Linked DNA regions of Mus musculus: regions 1, 2, 4, 5, 6 and 7 are each linked to region 3. A link is a contact called in public promoter capture Hi-C data. All regions are on one chromosome and are shown on one strand. Each heading gives the region's core, a stretch centred on a gene start, on an enhancer-like site or on the middle of the called end of the contact. The rest is flanking DNA. Distances are from core to core; before and after follow the strand shown. Region 1 has its middle 83 kb from the start of Gm26107. Region 2 has its middle 5.2 kb from the start of Mir6380. Region 3 holds the start of Slc39a8 (solute carrier family 39 (metal ion transporter), member 8). Region 4 has its middle 23 kb from the start of Gm4861. Region 5 has its middle 39 kb from the start of Gm4861. Region 6 overlaps Ppp3ca (protein phosphatase 3, catalytic subunit, alpha isoform). Region 7 has its middle 38 kb from the start of Gm26107.

Region 1 (2,700 bases), core at 38-2,537, 1.3 Mb after region 3:
TTTCCCCAGGCTATCACAGTTACAAACATCTTGAGATGTGCCAAATGTATCTTAAGGGATCAAAGTAGCCCCAAGCTAAGTACTGCTTGGCTTCACAGGAAAGTGGTGAGCGCTGAAGAAAAGAAGAGGGAGGGAGAGAATCACATAGAAGAGGGCCCGCTGGGGGCTGGGTGATGGCTCAGTAGGTAACATATTCACAACACAAGGGGATTACCTAAGTTTGTAGTCACAGTAGCTGTTGAAAGCTGTGCATGGCCATGAACACCTATCACCCCAGAGCTGGGGAGGCAGAGAAAGGACAATCATGGGCTTAACTGACCACCCAGTGCAGCCAATCATGGAACTCCATATTCAGTGATAAACCCTGTCTCAGAGGTATGTAAATAAGTAAATAAACAAACAGACAGGGTAGAGAAAGACACCTGACCTTTTGCCTACACACGCGCGCGCGCACACACACACACACACACACACACACACACACATCCTCTATACAGTCCTGGCTGGCCTAGAACTTAGAACTTGTGATTCTCTTGTCTCTCTCTGTTTTAAGTGCTAGGATTACAGCCATGAACTACCACAGCAGATTCATTGTCGACTCACTTTTATGACTAAATATCCATAGGAGATTTTGAATTGTTATGTTGCTGCCTTCAGTCACCATTCAGAAGCATGGACAGTAGTATTTTTTCTTCCTGTGAAACACAATAACCCAGATTGCTAGACATATCTTAAAAGTGGCTGGTAAGTTCTAATAATGTCATGAACACTTACCTACTGAATAACACCAGATAATGTTCTATCCTTCAAGACTTGTCTGCATAAGAAATGTTTGGGTCATAATGTATAGGGTTTTTACAACTGTATTACTGTCTATATTTGGAAGAGCTAAGTCATAATTTTGACTTTCAGTTAATTGAGATTTTTATACACACAGCATCATAACCCTTTAATAACTGACAAACTCAGAATGCAGATAATATTTTTGGCAATCCAGAATTCTTCTCAATAAAGTGCAAGAAAGCAAATGGTATTCTTCAAGTAGGGAATACTATTTGGCTCAAGACTGTGTACATACACATTTCATCTGAGCTCACATCTTTCCGCCTCTCTTCAGACAGGAAACCACTTAGGATCCTTTTTAAAGGACCTCTGAGTGTCGATGGGTCAAGAGAGCCAGTGATGTAAAAAAAAAGAGACAAGGGCTGAGGGACGGCTGTGCTCCAAAGGCCTGGGAAGAAAGCTTATCGTGTTGCCCGCTCTGGCTATGACACATCCCAACTCCTGGGAGGAAATCAAGAGCGGAAACTGGGCAACCATGGAGATGAGTCACGAGCAAGGAGACTGTGAGCGTTATGAAGCCGACAGCTGCAGAACAATGGAAGCTGCGAGGCTATTTTTGTTTGGCTTCAACAATTAATTGAACCTGGTGGAGCTGACAGTGTGCCTTCTCTCGATCTTCCCTTACTAAAAGTGGAACGTTTCCATGCCAAAAACTAGCATCTCCTTCCTGTTGGAGATTGATTAAAACGCCACTGTGCTCTTTCATGTGTTTACCTCTAGAAGGAGCTTATTACAAGACAAAAAGTATCCAAACGTTGAAAAAAAGAAACGGCCATTGTGTTACTGGGTTTCTAAGGCTGAACTGAGAACTCAGATATAGGTGGACCTCTCTCCTACCAGTAAGTATGGCAAAGAATAGCCAGAGGCCTTCAGAAGCAGATGGCTTGCATAGTTACAGTTATGGATTTCTTTTTCTTTTTCTTTTTTTTTTTTTAATTTTCAATTACATTTCCACGGGGGGGGGGGGGGAGGAATAAGAATTCAGTCAAGAAAAATGTAGCTATCCCTAAAAATTTCTCACTGTTCACCAAAGTGCCCCAAGTCGAGACAGGTATAAATTTAACATTACCATATCAGAAAACAAAATTTGAGGCAGAATTCGGAAACTTGTGTGAAAATGATTGTCAATGTACTGATCCTAGGATATCATGAGCATTTGTTAATATCTTCCCAATCAACATTGCTTCTTTGGAGCCTATGATTATCCGACCATAAAGAGGTTGAATAGTTTTCCTACGTTAGAAACATCCCTTAGGTTGTAGAATGGAGAGCAGATATGGAGAGAGTAGGAGATGAATGGGATTGGGGTAGATAATGTAAAATTCACTACTACTACTACTACTACTACTACTACTACTACAAATGAAATATCACTTTGGCTGGAAGTTCCAAGATCTGAAAGGAGGTTTTAACCCAAGTGGCCGCATGAATCATAAAGTGGTCACAGGATTGGCTTCAATGAGCAATGACTAACAATTCTGGGAGCAATGTGGGTCTAATCAGATACCTCATCTTAAAGGAGCTGGGTCAGAATTCCAGAAGGGCAGAGACAACTGGGAATGTCTCCAGGACTTGAGCAGGCTTCATGGCATGTTAATGGGAGAAAAAGATGAACCATTTAAAGTAAGTGTTAATACAATTAAATTACTGGAGGTAGAGGAGTCTGCAGGGAAAAACCAAACTGGAGAGGAAATAGGGAGGAAAAATCACCACAAATTCCTCTCACTCTTGCACATCCTCAGAGGCAGCTCTAGCTTCTCATCTCCAAAGTGTGATTACATTGTTCTAGTCTTTTTCCCCCCAAATGCACCCATGTAAACACAAAAATCAAGATGTTCTTGATGGCCACAAGCTGCT
Region 2 (2,700 bases), core at 13-2,512, 2.0 Mb after region 3:
TAGGCTGAGAAGTTCAAAGATACTGGGCTATAAGGAAAGGCTTATACTGAGACACAGACTGAAGTTCATTCAAGGATATCAGGGATGCGAAGTCATTTTCAGCAACCCAATTCCAGGCTGAGCCACCTTAGACAAGAAGGATCATTACTCTGTGACTAAGAACTTTCATTACTTGTAAAACAAAAACAATCATATTCTCACCTCATGGTCTTGAAATTGTAAAAAAAAAAAAAAAAAAGCTGGGCGTGGTAGCACACGACTTTAAGCTCTCAGGAGGCAGAGGCAGGCGGATTTCTGAGTTCAAGGCCAGCCTGGTCTACAAAGTGAGTTCCAGGACAGCCAGGCTATACAGAGAAACCTTGTCAAAAGAAAGAAAGGAAGAAAGAAAGAAAGAAAGAAAGAAAGAAAGAAAGAAAGAAAGAAAGAGAAGATGAAAGAAAAGAAAAGAAAAGAAAAGAAAAGAAAAGAAAAGAAAAGAAAAGAAAAGAAAAGAAAAGAAATTGTGAGTAATGTTAGATAGGACAGAGACATACCAGGACTCTGCAGATAGTAACCACTATCACTGTTATTATTTTCCAGGACTGGACCTTAAACCCTAGAGGTCTTGGATACCAAAAACAAGAACAAAGATTGCTCTCCTGGAATGTGCCCACTGACTGCCTCCTAGTCACAGAGGAGACAAGCTCTGTGCAAGGAATCCCAGAACCAGCAGAAAACCATTGGCTACCTTACATTTAACCTTCTGTGCAGTCATTTCTCTAGAGAAGCTAAACCATGTGTGGTCACAGCCAGGATATGCCTGAGCACATTCTTTTCCAGGCACCCTGCCTGTCTTGTCAAGTCACTAAGAGAGCTCTGGGGTTTAGCAGAAGTTCAGAAGATAGGCCAACGGGACAACGTACAAAAGAAAGACAAACCCAGGCTTCCAGCAGAAAGTATTTCTGAGCACCCAAGAGAGAACCAAGATGTCGCCGACGCTAGTACAGAGAAGTCCTGCAGAAGCCGCCAAGAGATTCCAAGGTAGAGAGGAGGGGAGCCTGAAGAGCAGAGTCCTGGGAAAGCCTGTCTCACTCAGAACATAAATGGCATGGTGGACTCCACTCCATGTGGCGGGACATGTTGGTAGTACCGCGATATCTGTGTACTGTGTTTAGTACAGTATATATGTAGTCCTGTGTTTAGTGACAACCCGGGGCTATTGTGTGTGATGGAAATAGAAAACAGGGTTTCCTTTCTTTTTAGGCTAGAAAATAAAATGGCCACAGGATGGCAGTACAAGGTAAGAGATGAAGGTTAGCCAGGTATTCTGTTAACTTTGTTGATTTGAGATCGTCTCATTTGCACCAGACTGGCTTGGAATGGCCTGCATGTCAGAGGTCGACCTCGAACTCAGATCCTCTGGCTTCTGCCACTGAGAGCTGAGATTGCAGGCATGCACCATCGTGCCACCAGCTTAGTCCTGGGTTCTAAACCCAGAGAGGGTTTTGTGAACGCTGGGCAACCATTCTACCCAGCAAGCCGCATCCCTGGACTGAATTTTGGAAACGACAGGCAGAATGCAAAACCCTAAATTATGGAGTTCTCTGATTAAAAGTAATTTCTGAACTGAGTGTGGAAATACTTTTCCTCCTAACACTTATCTGCTATACTGTGTAAGGGTGCATGCATGTGGAATCGCACTGCCCATCACTGAGAGCTATTTACTGGCTTGATTTGAAGTGAAGACGCATGAAAGGCCCTCGGCCAGTACAGCAAAATGTGGTGGGAAGAGAAGAACACGGCCAGAGGGAAGTATGAATCAAAGACGGGCTTGCAATAGTCCCAGGACTCAGAAGCCAGCCTGGGCTAGATGAAGTCTCTATCTCAAAAACCAAAGGCAGACTGGGGATATAGGTCCACTGTAGACTACTTGTCTAACATGTACAAAGCCCTGAGTTCAACCCCCAGCACTGCATAAACCAAGCAAGGTTGGCACGCACCTGTAATCCCAGGTGGTAGCAGACATGCAATTCCAAGTGGTGGCAAGAAAATGAGAAGTTTGAAAACTCATAGCCATCTTCAGCTATATATTAAATTTAAGATAAGCTGGATCCTGTCTCAAAGCCAATTATTTTAAAAGGGGAGGAGATCTAGAAAAGCAGCAATAGTTTAAGATATGGGTGCATGGCTCAGAAGGTAAAGGCACTTGTCACCAAGGCTGACAAACTGAGTTTGATTCCCAGGCTCTGCCTTGTAGAAGAGAACCCTGCAGTTTGCCCTTTAATCTCCAAAGCAGCACTATTCAAGTATTTAAAGGTAGAGAGATGGGAGGTGGAAAGAGAGGCTTGCTCTGACTTAGATGGGAGCATGTATATTCATAGCTGGGGGAGTCTTTGTCACCTACGTGTGCAATTGGCCAACAAACCTACAGAAGAGGATGGGACACAGCCCCATCTAGGATCAGAAGCCATTCCTGTAGTCCACAGGGGAAGCTAGGATACCATCAAGTCTCACGCGCACGCATAAACACACACACACACACACACACAATCAAGCTTAATTAATTTCTTCAAAGTTTAGACAGCACCCCTTTTCACATGGCCACTTGCGCCTCCATTTCTCCACACAGACTACGCAGAACTCCCCCTCACCAGAAGCAAACTGGGTGCTAACTCGGGTACAGTAAGCTACTTAATAACCTAAGACAGAAAGCTTAGATGT
Region 3 (2,913 bases), core at 350-2,849:
CTCCCCTCGGTCACCCACCCACCAACCCACTCCTGTCTCACCTCCCTAGCATCCCCCTACACAGGGGCATCAGGCCTCCACAGGACCAAAGGCCTCCCAGGGCTTTAATGCCAGATAAGGAGTCCAGCCTTTTAAAGGATCCACTCGTGCTCAGAAGCCACTTGCTCGTTTGTCACTAAAGCAAAAAGGGAGAAATAGACAATATACTACACTTAAAACTCCACTAAAAAGTTGAAGAGACTTTTTTTTTTTAATCAGAAACTTATCAGCTGGGTAGATGCAAGAGCTCCTTTGTGCTATCAACTTACATTTGGCCCTTTTGTGAGAGGTTTGCCCTTTGAGCATCAGTACCGTTCTGTAAATTAATACCAACATCGGACAGATTTTTTTTTTTTTTTAATTGGAAAGAGTCCAGCCTCAGGATCATTTAGTTCACTGCCTTTCAAGGCAGGGCTTTTTGTCATGTACAGGTGAGTGCTTCTCACCTGGGATCTGTTGATCTGAATTGCTTCCAGTCATGAAGAAATTATTCTCCACATTAAGGCTTGGCACACTTATGCAGAAAACTTCCTCCTGGCAGCTGCCCTGTACAGCTGCCTAATGCCTCTGGTGTGAGACGGAACATATCCCCACCTCTATCACAGGAAAGTCCTTCTGTTGTTCTTGCCTAGGCCCCCATCTTCCTAGAATCCAGCACCCCCGCCCCCGCCCCCCCTCCTGCCACACACACACACACACACACACACACACACACACACACACACACACACGGGGGGGGGGAGAGAGAGAGAGAGAGAGAGAGAGAGAGAGAGAGAGAGAGAGAGAGAGAGAGAGAAAGAGAGAGGGAGAGCGCCAAATTTCTTATGAGTAATAGTTTCTTTTTCCTTCTACCTTGTTTTTCTGTTAGCTGTCTGCCTGTTTTTAAACTTGCTGTTTTTAGGAGGGTAAAACACACACACACACCCATCCTGAAAGGCATGAACAGCACTTTGAATTCTTTTTCTGACAGCCGAGCGGGTTTCACTTTATTTCTTTATTTCTAGATCGTTTCATCCACCGGACACAACCTTTGTCCCCAAACACCACATTCACTTTACACAAACTTGTTGACCTGACACCCAACTCAGCTTTTCTTGAACCTTCGTCTGAGCAAATAAACATTCCTTGTGATCTGCGGATATCCCGAGCGGCGTCAGGAAGGGCCCGCGAGGCCCCTGCTGGCTCAGCTAGCCCACCAACTTGCGACTGATTTGGTTTCCTCTTTCTCCTCTGATTTTTAAGAAGTGAGGCAAAAAACCAATTCCTGTTCATTTTTGAGACAATGCAAGGGGCTCTAGACACCGTTGCAGGAAGCTGATTTCATGGAGGTCACCAAAAAAGTGGGCCGGGACACCAGGAAGGGGGCTAGGGATCCCACCGTGGAGGTGGGCTCCAGGGAGTAGGCACCACAGCGGCTGGGATGGCAGACAGAGAGGTAAGCGCCCCGGCGTGGACGCACTTGGGAGATCAGCCTGGGGGAGTGTGACACCACGTGCTTCAGGGGCGGGGACAACACTCTCCCTCCCCTTCTTATCTCTAAAGGGTGCAGGGCCTGATCTCAGAGTTTCTTAGAGAAAGGAGAGAGAAAGACAGACAGAGAGAGAGAGAGAGAGAGAGAGAGAGAGAGAGAGAGAGAGAGAGAGAGAGAGAGAGAGAAGTATTTTGAATATATTTGAACCTCAGGGGCTGACATAGACAGTAGAGGTGAGAGGCTAGCAACTTCTCCGTTTCAACTTGCCAAGCTCACAGCCAGTTGTGCAGAGAGGGTCCAGCGTAGACGCGGGAACCTGGGGACCCCGAGGGAGTGTTTCTCTGCAGATTTTTGGGGGGTGGGAGCTTCAGTCCCGACCCTTCCACGTTTCTGCGGCGGGAAAAAAAAGCCTCAAGACAGGAAGAGGAGTTGGGGTTGCACAGTCAGAGGATTTAGTTCCCCGAAGTGTGGCGCGGTTGGGGCTTTATATCCGGGACAAGCGAGAGTCACCACACTGTAAGCAAATCCTGGGGCTTCAGCAAACCAGGCTCCGGGCAGCTGGCCCCACGCCCGGCTCGGAGTTCGAGACTCTGGCCACTCAGAGCTCTGGGGCCCGCAGACTGCTGACCCAGTGCCCTTTATCTCTGTCCCCCTTTGTTCCTTTTATCTCAGGCTCCGCAGGAGGCTCCGAGAGGCCACACTGCCTATCGCCCTTCTGGCTGTTCTACCTCTTCAATGCCCCGAAGGTCTGAGACTGCAGAGCGGGGGCACGGAGTGTCTCGCTAACTGGGCCAGGCAGTGACGCGGGACCGGCGCACCCTCCCACCCCCACCCTAACGGCACTGACACCGGGGCACCGGCGCGGGTCCCTGCATCAGCTAGCTCCGGAGCTGCGCGCTCCACGATGGCTCCGGGCCGGGCAGTGGCCGGGCTGCTGCTGCTGGCGGCCACCAGCCTGGGACACCCCTCGGAGGGACCGGAGCTCGCCTTCAGTGAGGATGTGCTGAGCGTGTTCGGCGCCAACCGGAGCCTGTCGGCCGCGCAGCTGGGGCGCCTGCTGGAGCGTCTGGGGGCTGCATCCCAGCAGGGAGCGCTGGACCTGGGCCAGCTGCACTTCAACCAGGTAAGGGTGGCCCCGTTCTCTGCAGTTTTCTCAGATTCCCATCCCCAGAGCAGTAGCACCAGAGAAAGGATTTCGTGAAGTTTTTCAAGTTTGAAGCGGTCATTTGATCCTCACCGGTTGGTTCACCGGGCATTAAGGGACTTGAGTTAGAGATCTGGCAAGCCAAAATGAGAAGTTGAGCTACCAGAGGACTTGTTGATCTATAGAAAAACGGATAGGTCTACGAAGTAGTTGAGGGCGGAAACTCACCCAAGATATGAACTTTAGATAGGAATGGTAT
Region 4 (2,810 bases), core at 200-2,699, 1.7 Mb after region 3:
AGTGGATGGCTGTGAGCATCTCCTTCTGTATTTCTCAGGCACTGGAAGAGCCTCTCAGGGGACAGGCTTCCATTTTTAATTCTGCAAACTGAGCAACAAGTAGGACCTGCTTCATTGAAGCTCCTAATTTCCTTCTGTGTATCTAGAAGAAATTCCCTCTCTGAGTTCATGGGGCTCTGAAAGCAGTTTAACTGAGATGTGTGGAGGCTGCTGGACTCCAGGGCTCCCAAAGCTCTCCTGGGAGCTGGTTCTGCACAGCACATACACCCTTCATCTATTTTGTTTCCTTGTTCCCCTTTTACCTTTCCTCGACAAACATGGTGCCTTGTTCTCAGAGGAACAAAATTTCATTTCTTTCCAAATCTCCCTCGTCCCAACGTCACATACTTTTCTGCTATATTATTAAGGCAAAGTTACCAATTCTTCTTCTCTGGCTGTTTCTTGTTTGTTATTGTACATTGGGAATTGGATTTATTGATCCACTGAGTACCTGGAAAGCCAGACATAAAAGCATAAGCTCCATTAGTTTTCTATTTTCTTCTAATATAACTGGAGGTTACTTTTTCTTCCATTAAGAATTTGAAGTTGAAAAAAACAACATCATTCTCTTCCTTATTCTCTACCAGCATAACAGGACGCCTCAGGACGCCTGGCCTGTTCTCTCTATACTTAAGCATTTCACCTCTTGAATTTGCTAATAATTAGGTATAGTAAACCTTAAAGATGCATTGTTCTATGTGATATGCATGGACCCAGAGGCACACAGACATGCACAGATATAAATGTGTACATGCACACGTACAAGCACACACACACACACACACACACACACACACACACACACACACTTTGATTTTGAGTCCTTATCATGCACTCAGAAAATTCCCACTCCAGAAACTTATGCTTAACAAGAGACAATGTGTTGGCATAAATACACACCTAGAAAACTGTTATAAATTTACTTGTGAGACATTCTCCATAATAAACAATCATATTCTCTTTTCAGCATTTGTTGTTAAAATATACAATAGTGGTAGACACAACACACTAAAGTCCAAAGAAATAAGGACGTTTGGCTCTTGCAAAGAGTAAACAGATTTTTCAAATATATTCTTTCTCGAAGAAATAACCTGGAATGTGAAAAATGCCTGGAGAGAATTATGGTTATTAATGCATTTTCCTTCTCAAAATCCAGAGAGCCAGCCATATGCTCTGTGTTATGAATATGCAGATGGTCTCGATGCAGCTATTTTTCTCTAATTGAAACCATCAGGGTAAAATAATGCAGTCATTTAGGAAGCTGGTTCAGCCAGGTCTTTTTTACCCTTCTCCAAAAGTGGCCAAGCTTCTACATGTTTATCCAATTTGGGGAGCCTTACTGTTCATTGAAAGAGAGAGACAAAGAAAGAAGCAGGAAGGACAGCCTTACTCTTAGGGTCTTTGTGTTAAAATTTGCATTTAATGAAGTCAATGCATTACACAGATGGGTTTCTTTTAGACAGTTTTGTCTAGCGCCCGTCTCTAGTGTTCCTTAAGCAATAGCAACTCTGAATTCTGAACCCTTGCTGTGCCTGTCTTTTATCCAACAATGATGTTGAAATGAAGGGTATCAAGTTAACCTGTCAGACTGCCTGCACCTCCCCTCAACCGCAGCTGTAAGCTGTGCGTGTCAGCCTGGCCTGGCTAAATTCTTTAGCAAGGAGGTTTGACATTCTGTTACAAGGTGCTGTACACCTTTCGTTGACAACAGATTGTGATCAGCCATGAACAGTAAGTATACAGAGTCTAAGATAATCCTCTTCCTGGTTCTTCCTCTTCTACCTATCCAGTTTGCATAGCTCTGCCCCCTTAATGATGACGAAACCATGTGATTTTTTTTCCCAAGACATTGTTCAGAAAGCAGCAGCCCTACGGGGTAGAAAAACTAACCTAAAGAAAGCAGGCTGAAGTCTAAGTTCACATGCTGTGCTTGACACGATTATTCGGAGAAAACTGTTTTCCTGTAGCATATGTGTATGCATAAAATATGGTGCTCATTCTTCATAAAAAGAAGAGTCCCTTTAAGAAGCAGTTACAGAAGGAGTGACTTGGGAGACACACAACTCTTTTTAAGAAAAGTCTTAGAATGAATTAGAAGATAAAGTCATACATGGGTAGCTGACATCATCATGGCTAGATGTTTGGCCGCTTAAAGTTAATGGCAGTCCATGGAGCAGCTTGATGAAGTGGAAGCAGGATGATCAAATACACATTCCTCTTCTGCCCTTCCTCCTCACAAATGCTGATTAAGTGCAAGGGTTTCCCCCTACCCAAAGAGACAGTAATTCTTTAGCACACGACAATGAACACAAAAGAAGGAACCAAACCAAAGAACTAACAACAAATCACCCAAATTTGGACGAGCACAAATCCAAGCCTTGAGATAGAAAGAAAAGGTCTGGAGTGTTTCTATCCAAGAACAGGGTAAATAAGTATTCTGCAGAGCAACCTATTCCTTCTCCTTCGCTAGCATTTATAAACATGGAACTTGTACTAGTCAGAGCCAAAATTATACATCATCTCCATATGTCTATATGTTATTCAAACCCAATATGCCCTTCACCCTGCAGTGACCATTCCATCTACTAGCAGAAGTTTGAGGTTCTACCTGTCAGAGAACTAGCTTCCAGGCATCACCTCAAGATTCTAGAACCTGTCCTGTTATTCCCCTTGAAAAATTCCTACTCCAGATCCCCAGTGACTGCTCCAGCTTTTCTGGACCAGACCTCTAGGCCCCATTACAACTTGGAGACCAGAACCATTTCATCACC
Region 5 (2,852 bases), core at 110-2,609, 1.7 Mb after region 3:
AATCTACATCATTATCTACAACAATTCCATGAAGTAGGAATTGTGTTCAACTTTTATGAATAAAGTCCAGTCATTTAACCCCCAAAATATTTAGCTACTAAATGGCAGAGTGGATATTCAAAAGCCATCTTGTCAGACACTAAAACCCAGGTTCCTCACCCCATTTATGACACTACCCTTCATAATAATAGGTCCTAAACACAAAGAAACAAACAATTGAATAAAAATCTATTGAGGAAAACACGTGAAAAGCTTGTCAGAAAAAGAGCTATACATTCCTGAAAGGTGCTACATGGAATCTACATGCTCTGAGTTCTGCCTTGATGCATGTGTCCAAGAATGTATAGGCAAATGGTCCCCGTGTACCATTTCTTAACATGTATTTTTCTCATCCTGAAGAATTCCCTTACTTCTTTGTCTTACTTTCACATAGGAAGCTGTGAATTCCCTTGTCTAGACCCTAGGATCTCCTTTCTTGAATAGCTCTAACTTCCTTCCTGCCAGTCTCCTAATACCATTGGCAAAGCTGTTTTCCATATCTGCCACTTTCACAGTATATCTTAATGTGAGTTCCCTGTGCTTTCCCATGGATCTACTAATTGCCTAACTGTGGGTACTTCCCTTGAGGAGCCCAGCCTGCTCTACCTGTCTGTTCCCTCTCCTACTATAACCAGCTGCTTTACTTATTACCTATTACAGAGGCTATTCTACACCCTCCATCCTAGACAATCTGGCTCCTTAATGTTCCTCCTGATCTCAAAGCTGCATACTGTCTATTCCAAGTCATATTTGTAGAACTGGCTGCCAAGGAAGAAATGCGAGGTTGGCACAGCCTTTTGGACAGAGCTACCTGTCTGTTCACCCTAGGAAACCCCCTTTCACCAAATTATTGCATTCACCAATTAGAATGAAGCTGAGAGACCATGCCTGATGGATTTGCTATGCAAGCTTTTATCTGGGCAGACAAGTGAGTCTGTATTCTAGGAAGAATAGCATCAAATGTAGGGTAGAAGCCGGTGTTCACTTCATTCAACAGTTTTCTTCCCTGTTTTCAAGTCTATATTTCAAAATGAAAGAACTCTGAGGACTAGAAGATGGTGTGCTCTCACTGAGCAGTATTCTTTTCTATTTTTAGCCATTCCTTAACCAGGCTGCAGAGGATTTGTTAACTTGGGATACATACGTGAACATCCAGGGAAGCAACCTTAGTGGCACTCTAACAGTTCACAAAGGATAATGTCACCATGTGTGTTAAGACACAACATCTCTCAGGTTCTTTTTTCTGGGCTGTATCAGCTGTAAGGCGAGAACTGCCAGTGTCTTTTATTTGTCGCTCAGTAGAAAGTATTTGCCTGAAAAGGAAGACAGCACACATGAGAGCCAAGAGGAGGAGGGAGCCCTGCCAACGTCACATGCACTGTTGGATTCAGCCGTGCCTGTGGACAAAATCATTGCTTGGACTTTCGAGTGATGCAGCCCAATAAATCCATATGCTTTTGTAGCTTAAGCGAGGGTGGTTGAAATATTTATATCACTTGCAGTTCCCTGAACTCTAAATAATAAACACTGTGTAGTTCAGAGTCAAGATGGCTGTGTGAGGCATTTTTCAAAATAGGAAACAGATGGTTCTCTCAAATTGGATAATTTGGGAGCATAGTTTAAATTAGGTTCTGTTTATGAAGGTGTGGGCAGAGTGAACTGGAACCACAGGGCTGGAGAAGGGCTATAACAACCAATAACACTCAAGGGCAGGGGACAGTTACCTGAACACAGAACGAGAGAGTCATGAAGAAACAGTAACCCTGGAGGAAAAAAAAGAAAAACCAAAAAAACCATGCTTGATCTAGCCAAGGTGATGGCTGGTTTACAGTGAGCACATAGGGGAAGTGGAGAACTACATCTCCTGCCTCCTTCTAGTAATCCCCTGCTTAGATGCCCACTGGCCACTCAACTGAAGCTCAAAGATGCCTCCGACGCGACTCACACAAGTCTGTTTCCTCAGGCAGAGAGATCCAGAGTGATAGGGTGAAAGTCGGCCTACAGTTCAAGACAAGGATACTCAGTATGGTCTTTCCCTTCACCCTTGTCCTTTGTCCCTCCTCCAGGTAAAGGGTGCATGTTCTCATCTCAAGAGAGATAAACATAAAATCCTTGGCTTTGGCCTTATCATGGAGTGGCATAAAGTTCCCTTGTTCCATCTTCCAAGGTCACAACTGGGTATAACTGTTGTGACCTATGCTTTTTGTCCACAATGGCAACCACTGTGAACTCCCCATGAAATCACAGTCACTTCAGAGAAAGACTGAAGTGCAGTAGAAGGAGTCACAGTGTTCATGAGCCATTCGCTCCTGTAGGCAACATACTCAGGATTGGAGTTGCATACAGCGCTTCAATATTCTAGTAAAATGTTATTGCTTATATTCCCCTTTTAACTCTGTGGATCAGGTAATAGTTCAAAATAATGTAAAGTTCAAGTCACATAATTGTTCTATAACTTGGAATGGAGTGTTTAGTATCTGCCAGAACTTAGTGCAAGCCAGAGTCTAATTTGCAAATAGAAAGTAGATTGTCAGTAAAGGAGGGCATGGAGTTACTCCAGAACCATGACTCTCTGAACTGTTGATTTTCCAATCCAGTTTGCCAGGGACTCGCAGAACATCTATGTCTGCCACATACACTTACTTTATTAATAGGTGTGCTAAGTTATGAAAGCAGATCTTCCTGCGTTATAAGCCAAGACCAACTTATAGAGCTCATTATCACCAGAGATATGGAATAAATGTGTAACCTCATGAATTATCAATAAACAAGCAAAAAGACATATAGAAATATGCTCATGATCTTCAAAATGC
Region 6 (2,845 bases), core at 179-2,678, 1.1 Mb after region 3:
TGGCAACTAAAAAGTCAGGGGTAATAATAGGAGCTTGCAGCTCATGTTCCTGTCATATCAACTTGACTTCTAAGTGTCTGCAAGGCCTTCAGCAAGGAGGGATTCCCCGCATTGCCTTCCAGGTCTGTCACGTCCCCTTTAGGATTTAGTGATGGTGATGCTGAGTGACAGCAGCCGATACTTAAAAGTGTCACCCATCATTCTCAGTTACTGCTACAGAATAAACACTTTCATTAACTTTATCATTTTGGACAGCAAGGAAACAATTAAGGATGATTTGTTTTAAGGTTATTAGACAGTTTGGTGTGCTGTTGTTATTATCTATAGTCTTGAAGATAACCTTTTGGTGGATGCACTATTATTGTCCCTGTTTTTACGTAAGAAGCAAAGTCAAGTCTGTCAATGTAAAACCTAAAACTGTGTAGCTAGGAAAACAAGAATCTGAACACAGACTAGTTGATGCATCGCCTCTTCTCCGGTACTTGAGATGTCCAAGACCTAAAATTACCATTGTTAAGTCTCTTCCTTGGAATCAGTATGATGAGAAAGAATGAGAAAGCTAGAAAGAGAGGCAGGAGAGCCAGGAAAGGAGGAAGAGGGATAGTGCAGAAAAATTATATTTATATACTTTCATTTGTTGTTGTTAAATATGATGAAGGATATTTTTTTAAAGCTGGATTTTACACAGTCCTTTGCCCATAAACATTAATGCAGCACTTGAGAAGCTGAAGCAGGATTGTGAGTTCCAGGCCAGGCTGGGTCACCTGTTGAGTCCTTATTCTTAGCCCACAAAAGAGCAATGGAAGAGAAGGTTTTCACTATCCTGCTTCAACATCAGCTTCTCTAAGAAGCTGGAAGTGTTTCCTTGTGTGAAAAGTTTAGGTGTGTATGGCCACACAGAAAGGTCTCTGGTCACATCATGAGTCTCTCCTTGGCCTCTGCCTCACCACAAGCCGCCTAAAAAAGGGCTGCTGTGCCCACTGGCCTGTGGTGTTTGTCTTGTTCTGTTTTGTCTTGTCTTGTTCTGTTTTCCGGGTTGAGAGCAAAACACAAACTGCCTGCTGTTGTCTTGAAAAGTTTAGAAGACAGTTTACTGCCGAGGAGTGTCTTCTGAGACCCTAATTTATCTGTAGCTTGGCCTCTGTTTCCTTTCCATTTCTGATTTTGGATGATAAAAGACGAGCCTGCTTTCCATTAAGGCTTGATTCCCCCCCCCCCCCCGAATATTTTAGAGAGGCTCAAGACGATGACTCTTGGTTGGTAGTTATTCCTCACTTATGGAGAAGGCGCGCTTTAAAGAAGGAGTCGTAAATGATCCTGAAGAGGGGGAAAGCTGCCAGAAATGAAGACTTTTCAGCACCGAGGAGGCTTCTGTCCTGTTCATTACCACACCAAGAAAGCTGGAATGGCAGAGACCACCAGAAAGCTAGCGACAGATTTGTGAGCGCAGCACACCCGTTCATTTGGGATTTGCTTTTAGGCCTGAAGGCATAGACTCTGAGATCACTTTTTTTCCCCCTTAAATACTAATTATGTTTGAGGCTGTGATATTTGATAAGCCTCGCTAACAAGAAAAATGCAGAGGTGAAACTGAAATCCTGTAGCATAAGAAAGCATGAGAAGAAGACGAAAAGGAATGCATTTGAAGCCAAGCATAGTTCCGGGCTGCCCTGGAAAGACAATATTTAATTAGGATTTCTGTCTCTGCTTTCAGCTAGAGAGAAAGTCTCACATAGAACCTCCACTCCCCGCCACCCCCTGCCCCGTTCTTATCCACATGTTTTCCTATCCTATGCTGACCACAAGCGAGTCGTCAGCCACGGGAGCTGACTAGATTTCCCCAAGCTTCAGGGCAGCCATTTCAACTGTGTACCAAGAAATGGGCTGGTTTTGAACTACTAGGTAATTCCGTATATCTAATATTACAGATCTCGGAGTGAGATTATCTCATCTCACTTTAAAATGTCACACAGGGAGCTTTGTAAAGGGTAAAGCTAGGGACTTTAGAGCCTGGTATGGCATCGTAGTGGAGCCTAGGGAAGCCCTGAAAGACTTGGCTGTAGGGATTTTTACCAGAATTCTACTTATGTTCCATGACAGCTACTTGACCTCCTGCACATGACACCATTTGACATGCTAGTCTCGTGTAAATGTACGTGGGGACCCTAAGTCCTCAGGCTTTACCACCCGAGTCAAGGGATTATTTTCAGCAAGTATTGAAAGTGTCTAGATGTATTTTTTTTTTACTTTAAGAATCCTAAGTGGTGAATTATTTCAGCCTGAAATTTTTACTCTTGATGTCTCCTCTGCTTCATGCTTCATTCTGCCCACTCAGCCCTGTTCTCTTGTCTCTGATTATTTTATTTCCAAGCCATCCATTTTTGGTTTGCAATATAGGTAAGAAATCTCTATGCCCTGTAATAACTGACAGTTTGGGGGGGAACATAAAAATATTTGTTAATTGTTTCTTGTGTTTAATTTACAATGATGAAATCAAGCATGTGGCTTTGTGCATAGGCACCAGGCATATGGCCCCAGAATGTCTCAAGTCTTTATGTAGAAATATAAAACAGATAGAAGCAGACAAAGCTCCCTGGGGTGGCTATGTGGTTGTCCTTCTGGCTACACTCAAGCATACTCTGAAAACAAGTTGCCATAATGAAGGGAGAATTCTGAGGCCTGAAATCATGCATGAACACAAATAAAGGCTGGACAAGGGTGTAATTTAGGAACACCGTGAATTCTCTCCGTTGAAGTGGTTAGATCTGAACAAAGGTTAAAATACAATTTAAAGGCAACTATTCAAAGGAACGTCTAACTAAGGCTTTCAAGCTGTTGCTGGTTC
Region 7 (3,072 bases), core at 249-2,748, 1.2 Mb after region 3:
TCAAGTATGAAATAAATATAATATAAGCATTCATTTAAAAATTAGTATTTCAGGAAGGCTAAACAAAACAATAATCAGAACACAATGTAACTGCATGTCTTAGTGTAATAAAAGAAAAACAAAATCCCTGCTTTTATCTATTATAATTCATCAAATAGAATTTGGTTTAGGTTATACAGAATTTATCTTGATAAGTATTTCAGCTCCTTTCATAACTGGAAGATGCTGCTGTGTGCAAATCTGATGGTATGAGTGTGCTTGGTAATTAGTCGCCTGGGTTCATTGCTTCTGTGGTGGTGTGATGATGTCAGGTTCTTACAAGCTAATTGGACAAGGTGTTGCATTGCTTGCACTATTCCAAAATGGGGTTAAAAAGCTCCCTAAACTTCACATGCAAGACTCTTAGCACATTAATAAAAGTGTGTGCATGGTTTTGAATATGAGGCTCATTATTCTCATAATAAGAAAAAAAATGAGGGAATCATCTTAAATATCCATTTATAAACAAGTTTTCTAAAGCATCATATATATATAGCATCATATTATATATATATAATTCATTATAAAAATCCCACCTTTATTTACTAATGGCATTTTTGTGTTTTTTTTAATAGCAAATGGACTGTGTCTAATTTTTCTTGATACTTATTCAATACTAACAAGTGTTTACTATGTAGTAAGAAGTATATAGTTCTATAAAATGGAGAGTTAGTTCAATTATTCTGTATTTTACTATATCTATTCCAAGGATATCTTTTTGTCCTGAGTTTTATTCTCTTTAAAAAACTTAACCTGACAAGTGGCAAACGTTAGCAGCTTCTGCATATTCCACTCCAGCTGTTTTGTTGTGACTTGTCCTCCATGTCTCATACACTTTGTTGAATCTGGAAGTTGATCCTATATAAGGAGTTAGTTTATATAACTTCTCAGAAAGTTGTTGATTTACAACTCAAAAATATACTTTTAAATGGAAGACTGTTGTTAATAGAGATTTGTATATTACTGGATTAAGATTTTGCATGTGATACTATTAGACCATTGCCATTCTTCAGTGTAGATGAGTTCACTTTCTTATGTTTGATCCATGTCATTCTGGCCTCCCTGCTGTGGAGACATGTGCCCAGGCACTAGATACACTCTATTTTTTTTCTTTTTCTTTTTCTTTTTTTTTGTCTTTGAAAAGCTTTAGCAAGAACTCATCTTGTATAGTAAATAATATGGATGTCTTAAAGTCTAAGATCTAATAATGCAAATAGAAGAGAAAATTGGGTTTGAATGCTCATTTTATATATTTCACAGCATTACATATAGTCAGGAATAGATCAGAGAAGTGCTGTTTAACTTTTCTGGTCATAATTACCATCTCATTTTAATACTTTGATGGAGCAAAGCAGGTTAATAATTGCTGTCCAATTTGCAGGCTATTATAACAGGTGCCTGCATAATACATCTGTGTGGTCTCAGAATGAGGCCAGTCCCTTGTCAAAAACAGCAGGCGCATTTTTTTTTTCATGTAATAATGGAGCTGAATGTGCTCAGTTGAAATTAGTACCAGGCACAGAAAGGCCTACTGATTTTCTTTGTTTGGAAAAAGTGAGACTTTGCACAGTAGCACAAAACAATCACGGTGCTACTGAGACCAGGGTACCACCATCTCAATTGCCACTTAGGAGCTCTTACTTTCCTGGAGCCAAATACAAATTTCAATTTTAAGTTTCTGGCTTTTACTGAAAATCATTCTGCACAGTTTCCATTGCTTTCTCTTAAGCATTGCAAGGCCCTTGTTTACCTATGTGGAGCACAAAGAGGAGAAGGAACAGAAAAATACTGAAAAATGATTAGTGTTTCTAAAGAAGACACAGTGTTATGTTACAGCGCCAGGGCCATTTTGGCTGAGCTAGAAGCTAAATGGTGAATGATGAGGACTCACGTGTGCTTGATTATCTTGAGACAATCATTCCAGAAGGGAGTCTGTCCCAGTTAGTGCTACTATTGCTGGGGTGAAGCACCATGACCACAGTAACCTGGGGAGGAGAGGGTTTAGTTTACTTCTGCTTCCAAGTCACTGTTCATCATTGAAGGAGGTCAAGACAGCAAAAGGAATCGGGAAACAAAGGCTGTTAGGCTGCTCAGGGAGGAGTGCTACTTACTGGATTGCTCAGTCTGATTTCCCAGGCTGCAGAACCCAGGACCACCAGTTCAGGAATAATCCCATTCACAGTGTGCTGGGCCCTTCCCCACCAATCACTATTTAAGAAAATGCCCCAAAGTCTTTTCTACAGTCTGATTTTATGGGGGTATTTTCTCCTTGGAGTCTCCCTGCTCTCTGACGACTCTAACATGTGTCGGATTGACATAAAACTAAGAGGCACAGAGTCCTTACCTTATACTAAATCTCTTCGACTATGATTCAATGTATCCATCATGTGCTGGTGACTGTGAACAGAGGAATTAGTACATTCCTCAGATTCACAAACACACACACACACACACACACACACACACACACACACACACACACGTCTGTAATGGTGTGTACTATGAAGACATTGTGCTAAACTGCAACTTACCATAGTTGACCAAAGCAAAGAGCTCAAAGATCTTCAATTTGTGGCCAATGCTCCAGGGAAAGGAGAGTTCAGACCAAGAAAAACTCTGTCAACGGCTCTCACAAATATTCACACTGTCCCCCCACATTTACTCTACTCTAACATATTGACGATGTTGACCCTTGAAGTGGAAAGCACTGCCAGAGAGGAACTACTGGAGCGATAAACCATCAGTGCTTACGAAATCAAATATATTATATCCTCAGTGTTTCACTGACAAGTGAAGGTAAATGTGTGCCTTTTAGTTTGCAGAGGAAAACAAACAGGCTGTTGGTTCCTGAACTTGGTACTGCCCTAAAGCTGTAGGGAAAGTTTAGTGACTGCAATTTATTTTATTTCATATATATGATCATCAGTCATTAATATTGCTTAACTGAACATTGGGATTCAACAATTATCCTTTTAACTGATATGTAAATATTGGGTGTGTCTCACACTAGGCTATAGAAGCTAAGTAGTTCAA

Evidence for each region. Promoter capture Hi-C pulls out the DNA fragments that hold promoters and counts their contacts.
Region 1: a contact with region 3 is called in a promoter capture Hi-C map of the SN4741 cell line, with 7 times the contacts expected there. The contact joins the enhancer-like site here to the promoter of Slc39a8 in region 3. A contact is called at or near these places in 6 of 39 promoter capture datasets (the SN4741 cell line, liver, maxillary cranial neural crest and 2 more) and 1 of 115 datasets of contacts at active chromatin or transcription factors (forebrain).
Region 2: a promoter capture Hi-C map of embryonic stem cells shows a contact between it and region 3, with 5 times the contacts expected there. The contact joins the enhancer-like site here to the promoter of Slc39a8 in region 3. A contact is called at or near these places in 10 of 39 promoter capture datasets (the 3T3-L1 cell line, the C10 cell line, embryonic stem cells and 6 more), 1 of 115 datasets of contacts at active chromatin or transcription factors (large pre-B cells) and 2 of 9 other capture datasets (adipose tissue and macrophages).
Region 4: a contact with region 3 is called in a promoter capture Hi-C map of the 3T3-L1 cell line, with 10 times the contacts expected there. The contact joins the enhancer-like site here to the promoter of Slc39a8 in region 3. A contact is called at or near these places in 5 of 39 promoter capture datasets (the 3T3-L1 cell line, frontonasal cranial neural crest, liver and 1 more) and 1 of 115 datasets of contacts at active chromatin or transcription factors (large pre-B cells).
Region 5: a promoter capture Hi-C map of frontonasal cranial neural crest shows a contact between it and region 3, with 7 times the contacts expected there. The contact joins the enhancer-like site here to the promoter of Slc39a8 in region 3. A contact is called at or near these places in 5 of 39 promoter capture datasets (the 3T3-L1 cell line, the SN4741 cell line, frontonasal cranial neural crest and 1 more) and 1 of 9 other capture datasets (liver).
Region 6: a contact with region 3 is called in a promoter capture Hi-C map of frontonasal cranial neural crest, with 5 times the contacts expected there. The contact joins the enhancer-like site here to the promoter of Slc39a8 in region 3. A contact is called at or near these places in 8 of 39 promoter capture datasets (the 3T3-L1 cell line, 3T3-L1-derived adipocytes, frontonasal cranial neural crest and 5 more), 3 of 115 datasets of contacts at active chromatin or transcription factors (the 230-238 cell line, embryonic stem cells and large pre-B cells) and 3 of 9 other capture datasets (adipose tissue, liver and macrophages).
Region 7: a promoter capture Hi-C map of second pharyngeal arch cranial neural crest shows a contact between it and region 3, with 4 times the contacts expected there. The contact joins the enhancer-like site here to the promoter of Slc39a8 in region 3. A contact is called at or near these places in 10 of 39 promoter capture datasets (the 3T3-L1 cell line, 3T3-L1-derived adipocytes, the C10 cell line and 6 more), 1 of 15 datasets of contacts at CTCF or cohesin (the NIH/3T3 cell line), 2 of 115 datasets of contacts at active chromatin or transcription factors (the 230-238 cell line and large pre-B cells) and 2 of 9 other capture datasets (adipose tissue and liver).

What each region holds. Positions count from the first base shown.
Region 1 is chr3:137,149,309-137,152,008 of GRCm38.p6, forward strand. No RefSeq gene overlaps it. Among named protein-coding and RNA genes, the nearest start is that of Gm26107, 83 kb to the left of the region's middle. Within about 2 kb of position 1,288, at least 77 of the 459 cell types and tissues checked have an H3K27ac peak or open chromatin away from gene starts, as enhancers often do. A contact at or near this core is called in the SN4741 cell line, where this site is marked.
Region 2 is chr3:137,777,094-137,779,793 of GRCm38.p6, forward strand. No RefSeq gene overlaps it. Among named protein-coding and RNA genes, the nearest start is that of Mir6380, 5.2 kb to the right of the region's middle. Within about 2 kb of position 1,263, at least 5 of the 459 cell types and tissues checked have an H3K27ac peak or open chromatin away from gene starts, as enhancers often do. A contact at or near this core is called in embryonic stem cells, where this site is marked.
Region 3 is chr3:135,824,058-135,826,970 of GRCm38.p6, forward strand. It overlaps Slc39a8 (solute carrier family 39 (metal ion transporter), member 8), which reads left to right and starts at 1,600. Exons shown (of 9, transcript NM_001135149.1): 1 at 1,600-1,743; 2 at 2,183-2,633. The coding sequence starts at 2,415.
Region 4 is chr3:137,528,747-137,531,556 of GRCm38.p6, forward strand. No RefSeq gene overlaps it. Among named protein-coding and RNA genes, the nearest start is that of Gm4861, 23 kb to the right of the region's middle. Within about 2 kb of position 1,450, at least 29 of the 459 cell types and tissues checked have an H3K27ac peak or open chromatin away from gene starts, as enhancers often do.
Region 5 is chr3:137,511,787-137,514,638 of GRCm38.p6, forward strand. No RefSeq gene overlaps it. Among named protein-coding and RNA genes, the nearest start is that of Gm4861, 39 kb to the right of the region's middle. Within about 2 kb of position 1,360, at least 34 of the 459 cell types and tissues checked have an H3K27ac peak or open chromatin away from gene starts, as enhancers often do. A contact at or near this core is called in hippocampal neurons, where this site is marked.
Region 6 is chr3:136,909,818-136,912,662 of GRCm38.p6, forward strand. The region is part of intron 10 of Ppp3ca (protein phosphatase 3, catalytic subunit, alpha isoform); the gene reads left to right. Among named protein-coding and RNA genes, the nearest start is that of 1700006H20Rik, 44 kb to the right of the region's middle. Within about 2 kb of position 1,429, at least 6 of the 459 cell types and tissues checked have an H3K27ac peak or open chromatin away from gene starts, as enhancers often do.
Region 7 is chr3:137,028,228-137,031,299 of GRCm38.p6, forward strand. No RefSeq gene overlaps it. Among named protein-coding and RNA genes, the nearest start is that of Gm26107, 38 kb to the right of the region's middle. Within about 2 kb of position 1,499, at least 2 of the 459 cell types and tissues checked have an H3K27ac peak or open chromatin away from gene starts, as enhancers often do. A contact at or near this core is called in second pharyngeal arch cranial neural crest, where this site is marked.